2 separate regions of the Zea mays genome follow, and region 1 is linked to region 2. A link is a contact called in public Hi-C data. All regions are on one chromosome and are shown on one strand. Each heading gives the region's core, a stretch centred on a gene start, on an enhancer-like site or on the middle of the called end of the contact. The rest is flanking DNA. Distances are from core to core; before and after follow the strand shown. Region 1 holds the start of LOC100381431 (alpha/beta-Hydrolases superfamily protein). Region 2 holds the start of LOC100277253.

Region 1 (6,049 bases), core at 182-2,681, 330 kb after region 2:
ATTTGTCCATAAATGAATTCCACTGAACCTGAAGTTAAAGTGTTGAATTTGATTTATGTCGATTGGACAAAAAAATCAAAATCAAGCTAGTTTTACAACTAATGACAGATAATTTGCGTGAATGCAAAACTTACAAGATTCCCTTGAACCAGTTCATAGGCCTGCAGATGAATACAAAACATTTGTCAGGACAAGGGAAGAGGACTCATCCCGTACAAAAAATAGTATCAAAGCTTCCATACCAGAACTCCAGCATGCTTGTCGACTTCAGGCTGGTAAGCAATTCTTGTGTCGGCCAAAGCCATTTGAGCACAATTGCATGGAGGACATAGCAAAGAACTTGAATTCAGACTAGACGATGTCAGCAGGCAATGGTTATGAACATTCCCCTGAAACCAAAAGGTACAATCCCAGCAAGATGTTGAGATTTCTGCTGATGATACATAAAACAAACGGATTTGGACAGCTGCACTAGCAGATGCCATCAAGCAGGCAAGCTAATATTCAATTAATGTGATCTTCAATGTTGTAATCTCTTCATAACAACCCTAGTTTAAGTTCCAGATCTCCCTCCGATTGCTTTTTTGTTCTCTGTTTTTAATACTAAAAGTAGCAAGACAGAAAAATAGTAGAACTAGTAAATATGAATAAACGTGGGACCTGAAATATTTAGTTATAGTCAAAGTAAGAAATGATTTGCTGCTTAGATCCCTCCTTACAACTAAATAAACTACAGTGATTACTAGTACAGCAAACACATAAATTTGCGACAGAAGAAACTAATGACTAGTCACTATCACTAGTACAGCCATAGAAGCAATTTAATTATTTGTGAGTCCATGATTATCAGTTCAATTACCCCAAAATTTCCTTCATTATAGTGCCTCTAGGTGACAAATATAAGATTTGAGGACAGTCATAGCGACTAATGAAATCGAGGCAATCCATGCTATCAAATAAAAAAACAGCTGCCAAAATGAAAGAAACACATCAACAAACAGTTTGTTTGCTTGAATAGCAATAGGATTGTACAGCGAAGCGACCCAATTGCATCTGCATTAGGCCGATAGCTAATCCAACACCCGCCACCTCACACCTTCAAAATTGCACCAAAACCTCGCGTTTAGCTCGAAACCAGCAACGCGAGGCGGTAGCACCCATAACCCCGCCAGGCACTAGCTCCTACAGCATCGACCACGACGACTAAACGGAACGCAGAATGATTCTGGGCATCCGGAGCGAACGCAGAGCCGTACCTCGCGAGGCCGCGCCGCGCGAACCCTAGCCCCGGGTCGCGGCGCGGATAGGATCACGGCACCGAAAGGGACTCTTCTCGACGGCGCGTAGAGTGCGCGCGGCGGCGGTGGCGCGCGTGCCGCCGCCGACATCAGATCACCGGGGAGCGGGGTCAGCAACGGGTCGGGGGCACGCGCCGAGGCCGAGACGAGCCAAACTGGTGCTTGTTTTCCTTGCAATAAAAAATGGTCAGTTTTTTTGTCGGTTTTGTGGTGGGGAGCGGGCGGAAAAAAGGTGGAGGCGGAGAACCCAAAGCACTAGAGGCTGGCGCGCGGGGCCATGGAGTACTGTCAGGTGGGGTCATATACGGGAAAAGTCCGCCTGGCGGCGGTGTGTGGTCGGTGGGCGGCTGGGCTGGGAGACTGGGACCCACCAGTCGAGTGGCTGTGGCTCCAGTTGGTCCTCCCGTACGTCAGTCGTCAGCCTTCAGTGCGTGGTGGGGACGTGGCGACCGGACGTAGCGCTGTGCCAACCATCAACCATGTGTCCATGTGGGAGGTATGTGCTGGAGCGAGCGATCACGCATTTTAAACCTTCCAGCTATATCGATTGTCACATTAGCTATATGGCATTCACCCCAACAAAGCAGAAAAAATTAACACTCCTCTACTTATTCTAAAAGTATATGTGTTATATATATTGCACAAAATAGGAAGCAGCACAATATATCTCTTAATCCTTAAGCCGTCTCCAACACATTGCGTTGTACATTGTACTATTCACAAAGTAAAATTTAAAATAAAAAATATGATAGAAATCAGGATAGTTAAACTGCTGGAGACACCATTATATGTTGGCTACAACATGTTAATGGGCCTTACATAGTAGCCATAGGCTAAGGGCTCAAGGCATAGCAGGCTGCTAATGTGTTAGGGATGGTAACGGACACATTTTACTCGCATGCATGTAGGTGAAAATCTTGTAGGATGTGAGGTTAGGTGTAGATTTATACCCACAAACACGAGTGTGGAACTGTGGATTGATTCTTAACTCGACTGTTTTTTTCTCGTGGGTACGAAAAATTGGACATGTGCCTGTAAACCTATGTACCCGCATTATATGTGTGTGTGCACGCGCATGTGAAATATATGTATAATTATGTACTCACAGGTAGAGGGTGTGGGATGTATAGTGTACCCATCGCAGATAAGTATTTACCACATGGTACATGTTTATAATTCCTATACATGTGAGTTTCATGCTTGTTGCCGTCCCTAGCCTATGTAGTCAATACACACAAGAAGCAACTGCAAATCAACCTTGTATTGCTAGCATGCGGAAAAGGCGTACGACGCCTTCAGTCTTCTCGAATCCCTTTCCGAACCCTATTGCATTGCACCTAAGGGTTTATAATTATGTTTTTAATGTTCACAATTTCATTTTTACCAAGTTTGACTTTTTATTTTTAGATTTGGAAACGAATCGGTAAAAATAACCGAGATTCACTGAATCCCGTTCCAAATTGTAAACCTTGTGATGCCACGACAATGGAAAGGGTTGTTGCCTATAATTCAGCCATCCAGGCGCATAACATCTTGCCTGCAGATTATAGACACCCTCTCGGCCTCTTTGAACAAGTAATTAGATCTTTACTTTGTTTAGTATTTTTTTCATTCCTTTTTGCTACAGTTTGTATGTACTAAATCACGTTGCTTTTTCTTATTAATTTCCTTTTGTTTGGGTTTCTGTTATAAGGTAGCTAGCGAGTGTTTTAAATAAATCTAAAAAAATACTACCTCTATTTCTCTTTATTTGACACTATATAGTTCAAATATACACTAACAAATCTCAAATAAAAAATCGAAAGGACTATTTATTTTTGTAGGGTAATCATAAAACCAAAAAAATACTACAATTGATTCTTGGTACAAGAAGAAATATGTTATGGCAAATGCACCTGATGATCATGGACTAAATGAATTAAATGCACCAGACGAGCACCATATGAGTGAGGAGTACCAGACGAGTTATGGAATGAATGGAGGAGCACCATTTGGAGCATCATATGGAGGGGTACCATACGATTCATATAGAGGAGCGTCATATAGATACCCATACATGTATGGAGGAGCATATGGATAAGTGAGAAGGAAGAGCGTCTATGGCGGGAGGAACATTATTGATATGGTCTTCATTAGGAGGAGGAGCATACACTGATGATCTGTAGGGATATAGAGGAAGAGGATACTGATAGAGGTTGCGGACTCAGGGAACAAGGATGAGCAGAAACATCCTCCCAACAATGATATATGGAAGAAGGGTCATCGAAGAAGACTTACCCTACACCGACAAGGGTCTCAAGATGTTGTGGAGTTTGTGCCTGTAGCAAGTCGCTGAAAGTTTTAAAGTTTGAACTCCATATTAGATCCATATTAAAATAGTGTGGATGTTTTACAAATAAGATAAGTGAATTAGAGGGTGATGTATGTAAATGAAATCAAACACTCCTCTCTATTTACAGAAAGGGTCTAGAGTTTTTCTTTGTTTTTGAACTTCAAACGGTCGAAATTTTGTGAACCAATTAGGAGATGACATGTGACAACGTGTGGTTAGTACACAGTATAAAGTACTAATTAGTCGGGATCGATATCAACTAATTCTCCAATACATGGATCGGTGCAGCCATATACAGGCCGGTTCAGCTCTGACACAGTTGGTACGAAACGGACCGATCGGTTGACAAGTACACAATCCTGTTAGTATGCAAGTCCACCACGGTTGGTAAGTACATGTCACACCCGGGCTTTAAGGAACAAAGCCGGGTGCATCTCATACATGCGCCAAGAAGACAACATATACAATAACAGAGTGTATAGAGATAAATGTCATAAAACATCAGAGTATTTATTACATAGCGGAAGACTTATTACAAAGTAAAGGAATAAATGTAAAACGAACTAAGGATCGTCGGCGCCAATGTCAACTGAGAAACGCCACCTAGATTAGATCATACTCCTCGCCTTGTGGCTCCTCCTGAACCACCTGTTCTTCTCCTGTGGGGGGGTGAGACAGCAAGAGTGAGCTCACATACGTTCATCGCTCAACAAGTTGTGGGGAATAATGTGACATGAACTCACCAAAGGTGGGAGTTCATGAAGTGTAAGGCTGATCAAAGAAATAAAGGCTGAAGCTGAGCATTGCTTTTATAAGTTGGTCAAAATTTTATTAGCAGTTACTAAGTACAAGTAAATACCAACCCTTAGAAATAATAAATAAAAGTAATAATGAAATAATCCCATATGCAATGAAATGACAGATTGAGTTTAAGTTCCATAATTTAATCATGTGAGTGTCCGAGCCGCTCATGACCGTGAGCACGGCTAGTATACCAGTTTTACACTCTGCAGAGGTTGCGCATCTTTACCCACAAGTCGTGTTACCCATTTGCCACGGAGTTGATCAGAATCCATACACCTCTACCTAGGAAGCGAGGCAGGGTACCACTACGAGGCCTTTACAAAGTTCCACTAGCTTCAGACTACCCGCTACAGTTTATAGGAAGCTCCAGTGCAGGGTTCTTGTCTGACCGCCATCGCAGCAAAATCAACCCAAGGACCTCCCTACACTGACCACTCCCCTACTGCCCTTGCCCCTTTCGGGTAAGGTAGCCCTCCACTAGCTTTCCTAGTTAATCAGCCAAGGGCGTCCCATTAAACCCTTGTGGTAGCACTATTTTCCCGGGTGGTTCTCCATGTTCCCATTAACATAATGATCTTATCATGAACATAAAATAATGAACAGATAATAACAAGTGTAAAAATGAGTGATAAATATCTCTATACCCAAATCCACATAAAGCAAATAGCATGAACTACCCAAAACTTTAGTAGTAAAACCAGTGCTGAAACAAGGTATAGAGATAGTCAAATCTAGGGTATCCTATTGGGTCCCATCAAAATTAACCTATGCAGATCATTATGAATAATAAGAACATGAATGGGTAAAAAGAAGTGATCAAGGGCACAACTTGCCTTCAACGAGCTCCTGCTCAGCTACTTCTACTTGTTGAACCTCAGATTCCACAGTGGCTTGCTCGTCTACTCGCATCAACACAATACATATATAGTATAGCATAAATTAACATTACACCAAACATGCAAATAGAATATACAGTAATAAACTAGACATTAAAATAAGATCACATGAACTGGAATCATTAAATTTGGAGTTATATATTTTAAGTTATGGATTTTCTAAGGTTTTATGCATTTAATACAAGATTAAGTGAAAGAATAATTTTAATGTGTTTGCCATGTCAGAACAGAGGCACTAATGGGTAGACAATATTATTACAAAAATTTAGGAACTGGAATGGACCAATTTGGAGTTCAAATGAATTTTCTATGATTAAAACAAGTTTCTGCAATTAAATTTGTACTAAAAATCATTTTCTAGATGATTTCCCTGGTTTTATTAATTATCTGGACAGGGCACTATTTTCTGGAAAGTGCAGGGACTAAACTAAAAAGATCCCCGAGACTCAGAGGGCTGTACAGGGTGGACTGCGGGTAGATTCGTGCAAAGCGTGGGGTCTCTTTAACAAAAATGCACGGCGAAGGGGTATGCTTCAATTCTGGCCGTTCAGATCAGATCCAGAGGCCAGAAACGGATCACTAACCGCGGCAACAGACAAACGAGCGCGACCGCTTGATCGACGATTGACGGACCCGATCTAATCTACCCCGTTTGAATCCAATGCGCCCGCTCCAAATCGGACGGCTCAGATCAATCACTGAAACGGTACCGGGCGGAT
Region 2 (5,657 bases), core at 1,963-4,462:
TAAGATGTGTTTTAAAATCTTTGGGCTCCATTTTCAGTAAGCAGCTTCTATAGATACATAGCAGTATAGCACTGCAGCATCCTGTTTTAAAAACAAGCAGATTTTTCAACAAGTTTCAGAACTGATCAAAAGAATTTAGGTGCTAGTTTTCATATATGATACATAAAGTCCTACGATTTCAAATCAAATACAACTTAAATGGTGCAAAGAGCAATTGAATATGGACCACCAGCAGGTATTTTAGCACTTCCCAGAACAGTTCAAATATATGTTTTCAAGTTTGACATACCAGTTTTAATGAAGGAATCCACTGCGACGGTAAACCTTGCCCTGTTTAGGGTATTCAGCACAACAGACCTCACCTGTTAATCAACAATATCAAATTATTAATGATAGAATTCCAGTCTTTTACAAACGCTGAAGCTACTCGCTAGAACAATGAAAGTGAACCTCTTGATATGAACTCAGGAGATATCCACAGGAAAGGAAGGCAAACGAAGTCACCAGTGAGGGATTCCTTTTTGAGATAAAGATACTCAAACCAGTACCGAGCTTCAGGTGGAATAAAACAAAAAGGAGTCAGTGTAGCTGCTAAATCATGTTAATATATGAGAACAATAACATTCAAATATAAGCAGAAGCCTTTCTGTTGATTGTAGTGTAGTAACAAGCCAAACCAAATTTTGTCAAACATGAGCATCTTATTATACTAACAAAAAAGGACATTTCACGAAATGTTAATTTGGCATGCCACCATGCAACAAGAAATATTTAGAGGTAACAGTATGATGAATTGATTTTTACCAGATCTGCAATGTTCCCAACAGATTCGCCTTTAGCAGTGACATCTCCAATATTTTCTCCTCTAGCATAGGCCTTATAGATTGGAGTGCGAGTTGAAGTTGATGTAACAGCAGCGACGTTCTGCATGTTGCATGAAACAGAAAGGATGTTCTTTACCAATGCTGTTAAAATGAAGTCCAATTTGAAAATACTGGTGCTGGTGAGAGCAAACCTTTACAACATTGGCTACGCAAGCCATAGGCAAGAAAAACTGAGGGAATGCAGCAGTAGTTAATTCTATCCCAGCTCCTATTTCCAACAAGAGATCACTAGAAAACCGCAACTGCATATGATTTTGGTTTCATTTAGTGATGTATATTATGGGACCAATAAATTGGAAATGGATATTGAAAAAAGTGAATACACGGTTCCACATGTTTACCTGCTTTAGGTCATAGTCAAACTTCTTTCCTTGACGTGCAAAAAGCATTTTCCCGACACGCCCAGCACCATCCTGTGGTACAAGTGCGATGATAACCATATTACATTACAAGCCAGGTTATGACATCTACATGATTCCTAAGCATTAAAGCATGGCACAACAGAACAGAGTATGTAGTAATGATAACGTGGCTAATATCTTGTGTGCAAAAAAGCCCAGTAGTTAATGAAGGGTTTTCACTCTGGATAGTTAGATTATTGACTTGAATACATTGTACAGACTAGTATTGTGAACAAGAGAAAGGAAAGCTCCTGAAATGGTATAATGTTTTTACCTTGAGGATCCAGTTGATAGCAATGGCACCTGGTGTTACCTTGCTTTGAGAGACTCCAACAGAACTCAGCAAGGTTCTTGTCGTAAACACTCCCATCGCTCCACCAAAGAAATGCTGAATAGTGAACAGGACATTAAACTTTGGTCGGTTCTTGAGAATAGCAGTAAAAGCTGACTGTTGAATGTAAGTTCGACAATATACCTTCAGAGCCCTCCAGGTCATGTAAGGTACATATGAAGGAGTAACACTGTCTGGAAACCCTTCAGGCACCACATATGATCTTATGAATGCCATTATTTCCTGCAACCATATTCCATGGGTATACTTCATTTTTAATCCTAAATTATGTTCACTTGGAACAAATAAGCCTAAACTTCCACACGCCATCAAACAAAGCCCGGGAACATGGAGAATAAAATGTTAAGGGGCAAGCGTGAATTGCATTCCATTGTTCAGAACTTGGTTGGAACATAACGTAGCACCAAAATTTTAGTGCCACAGGTTGTTATCATATTAAGTTGGAAGTAAGTTTCCCTGCACTAGACAAAAATAAATGAGGCTCCAACAATCAAGTGGCTAAGAGTCGGAGGCCAACATCTCTCACTCATCTGAGACTTTTCCATAGGGACCAACATGGTGAGACCAATAAATCTCACATCTAGTTAACCCAGGTGTCCAATTTTCTACAGTTTACGAGAACCAACTAGAAACTGAAACTTAAAAGTACTATGTGAGCTAAAACAAAACAAAAAATATCATAGCCTCGGAGTTCTCGACAAAAACTAACTTCCCCAATTTTGTCTCAACTTACCTCGAAATTACCGATGCTACTGCAATTATCAGGGTACACCGTCTCTCCTAGTCCTATGAGCAGGGTACACCGTCTCTCCTAGTCCTATGAGCGGGTACACACATCCTCATGCATATGCATATGCATACCGATTAGATCAATACCCAAATATCGAACCAGCAATCTGATGTATGCCTTCTATTTACAAAAACCGATTGAACAAATTCCCTATCAAACAATCCAATCCAATTGCTCAAAAATCACCAAAAAAAATCTCCCAAATCAAACGCTAGTAACCGCAGCAGAGCCATTTCGCGAATGCCAACTGTAACCAACACCAAACCTAACAGGGAGCCACAAATCCACCAAGTTAGGGAGCCACAATTCCACCCAGCTGCTCACCTCGGCAGGCGGAAGCGGCGACTGCAGCGGCACGGCCCTGACGGCGGCCCCAGCGGGGACGGCCCCGCCCCTGCTCCTCCCCTTCGCGGCCCCACCGTCCACCACGTAGCTCCACCGCCTCCCGTCCACCTCCTCCAGGCACAGGAACCCCTGCAACGCCGCGGCGGGCGCCTGCCTCTCCGTGGACGCCGGCGCCACGGCGGGCTGCGACGGGATCGTGGAGCGCATGACATCGCGCACAGCCAGCCGCGTGTCGGGCGGCGGCAGAGTGATGGTCTGCGTGGCGGAGCGCTTGAGCCCCACCGCTGGCGCCATGGCTGCCGCGTCCGGCGGACGGAGGCGGCGCCGAGGCCGAGGTCGAGGCGTAGTCAGGTGGGCGGAAGAAAATTTACTTGGCGAGTGGTCGCGACGGTCGCAGAGGTGGCTGGCAGTGGGTTAGAGAGAGAGAGAAGGCGGACGACGCGAACAATGCCAAGATGGGGAGGAGACGAGCGGCTTTTATGGACCCGTTTGGCTTGACAGGAATTAAATTTTTTGGGGGTGAAATGTTTCCTAAAGAAATCGAATATAATTTAGAGCTTGTCTTGTTTTTGTTAATCACTTCCTCTGTTCTAAAATAAATTTAACTTTTTAAACACAGAGAGAGTAATGGTACTCATCTCACTGCCAAAAGCAGCTCTAGACACTGAGTATTTATTTAAGGTTGATAAATTACGCTATATTTTGTCGACCATTGGAAGAATAATGGCAGACATAAAAAAACATCTGACATAAATTGGATGGACAAGTTTTCTATTAAAAAACTAATCATATGAGGCAATTCAAATAGGTTCCCTTTATTCTAAGACCCGACGCAGTTTAATAAAGCGTTTCCACACTTCGAATCTCTGGGTTGTATATTCTGTGGGGATGTATTGTTTTCCTCGTAAAAACCAGCTTGGTTTGGCCTTTGGCAGAGAAATTCAATTTTGAGTAGCAAGGAACTTCTCCTTCTCCTATGGATCTTATTCAAACTTTTTTTTATCGCTAAACCAGCTCTAAAGATGCTATAATTCCCCTTGATCTCTACGTGCACCAAACGATGGCACCATCCAGAGTCTTTTTACAATACCTCCACTTGTTCAAACAAATTAGCTAAGGCCCCGTTTGTTTCGTTGGAATTGAATTCCATTTTAATAATTATAATTTAGATAAAACTAATTAAGTTCATATATTTAAATATGTAATATATTTGTATATTATACTAAATCATATGAGAGAGATAGTTATATACTACATTTATGTTATAGCAAAGTAAGTAGAAAAGTGTGCTATAAGTTGTGCATTAGAAAAATAGCATGTAAATCTATAAAATCAATTTTCATCTCTCACCCCATGAATTTGAGATAGTCTTATATGATAACTTTGGAAAGTGGTGGAATGTCACATTCTAAAAAAAAATAGCATATTCTATTAGTAAGATTCCAATTCCTCAAAATGAAAGGAAACAAATGAGACCTAAACGATCTATATAATATATAGAAGTTGTTCATTTTAGAACGATAGACCTATACCAAATTACCAAGACGTCTTATTCTCGCCTTTACACAGATCAATAAGGGCCCAATCGTCGTAAGTACAGGGAAGGAGGGTGGAGGGACGTGGTGGTCCAGCTTGGCGTCGGGCACCAGAAGCACAATAATATAGCTACGGGTACAAGAATTTAGCCACCTAGTTCCGTACCCCATCCGGATGGCTAGTGGGGTAGGACAGCTGAATCGCCCACCTGTCATCGAACGTGTAAGAAAGAGATAGCCGGGGGAGGGAGATGGAGGTGGGTGGTGGCGGTGGCCTGGTGGGCACCGCGCGCGGGTGGAGGCGGGGAGGGGAGGGGACGAGGGGTCAACTTGTCGGGTCCATCATCCATGGATGGACAGGCGGACAGCGTGATATTTTCGTGGCGTGAGGCCGCTTCGCTCGGCGCTGCCGTGCCGCCTGCGCGCCGTCGACCAGGCCAAGGAATTCAGCGCCTGCGTCTGCGTCTGCGTCTGCGCCTGCGCGGTGCGGGGGCGTTAAGTACGAGGTGAGCTGGTGAGCAGCACCGTGAATCTGCCCCGCCGCGTGCAGCTGTGTCGTGGTAGTAGAGTGTACGTACGGTAAGGTACTGTACAACGTGAACCAAAGCTACCACTAGTATCTATATCGGCTCCTCGCGTCTTCTTTCTCTCGTGTACGGTTGCACCCGACAATGGCTTGCATCAAAGCCCACCGTACCTACCTAGCATCATCCTCGTCCGTGACCGTGTGGCCGTTGTTGCGGATGCAGCCGACCAGCAGCTGCTCCACACCCCGGAAAAGGGACACAACTCTATGCACACCAGCGCAGCAACAGGTGCAGTGCAGCAAAAAAAAACGGACGGTCGCGCCGCGGTCTAGGTGTCCTCTAGTGGGAGTCGTGGCGAAGCGCCAAAGCCGGCGCGCGTCGAGACTCGAGACGCGCCCAAGTGGCATCGCGCCGTCCGCTGCCTCGCGCGATTTTTTTCCCCCCTGGTTCCGTCCCCGTTCCCGTCAGCGCTCGGCAACGCCGCCGTGGCGCGGGCTGGGCCGATGGCCGACGTCCATCCGTCGCTCTCGCTGTACGCCTCGTCCGGTGCGGTCGTGGCTGGTAGTTGGCTGCTGCTCATCGGCTTCGTTCCTCCCCTCCTCCTGCGCAAGTTTCACATTCGGCCATTGACTCGCACGAGAACAACCGGGTGAAGTTTGGTGGCGGGGTTAACCTAGCTAGCTGCTGCCAGCAGAACAAAACTTTTTGTTTTTGTTTGCCGTGGTGGCATGGTCAAAGCTTGTCTCCGGGCTCCGCTCCGGCGGGCGCATCCGGCGTGACTCTGTGGGGTTCCCCTCGGCCCACACACACTTTGTTCGTTGTG

Evidence for each region. Hi-C and Micro-C count contacts between places; a contact is called where the count stands out from the background.
Region 1: a Hi-C map of tassel shows a contact between it and region 2, with 2.3 times the contacts expected there. The contact joins the promoter of LOC100381431 here to the promoter of LOC100277253 in region 2. A contact is called at or near these places in 4 of 25 Hi-C or Micro-C datasets (bundle sheath, ear, endosperm and 1 more).

What each region holds. Positions count from the first base shown.
Region 1 is chr3:175,078,613-175,084,661 of Zm-B73-REFERENCE-NAM-5.0, forward strand. It overlaps LOC100381431 (alpha/beta-Hydrolases superfamily protein), which reads right to left and starts at 1,432. Exons shown (of 13, transcript NM_001174272.1): 1 at 1,257-1,432; 2 at 243-389; 3 at 135-161; 4 at 1-28. The coding sequence starts at 1,388.
Region 2 is chr3:174,747,252-174,752,908 of Zm-B73-REFERENCE-NAM-5.0, forward strand. It overlaps LOC100277253, which reads right to left and starts at 3,213. Exons shown (of 13, transcript NM_001150876.2): 1 at 2,752-3,213; 2 at 1,761-1,859; 3 at 1,560-1,673; 4 at 1,226-1,297; 5 at 1,016-1,126; 6 at 805-924; 7 at 451-552; 8 at 290-362. The coding sequence starts at 3,066.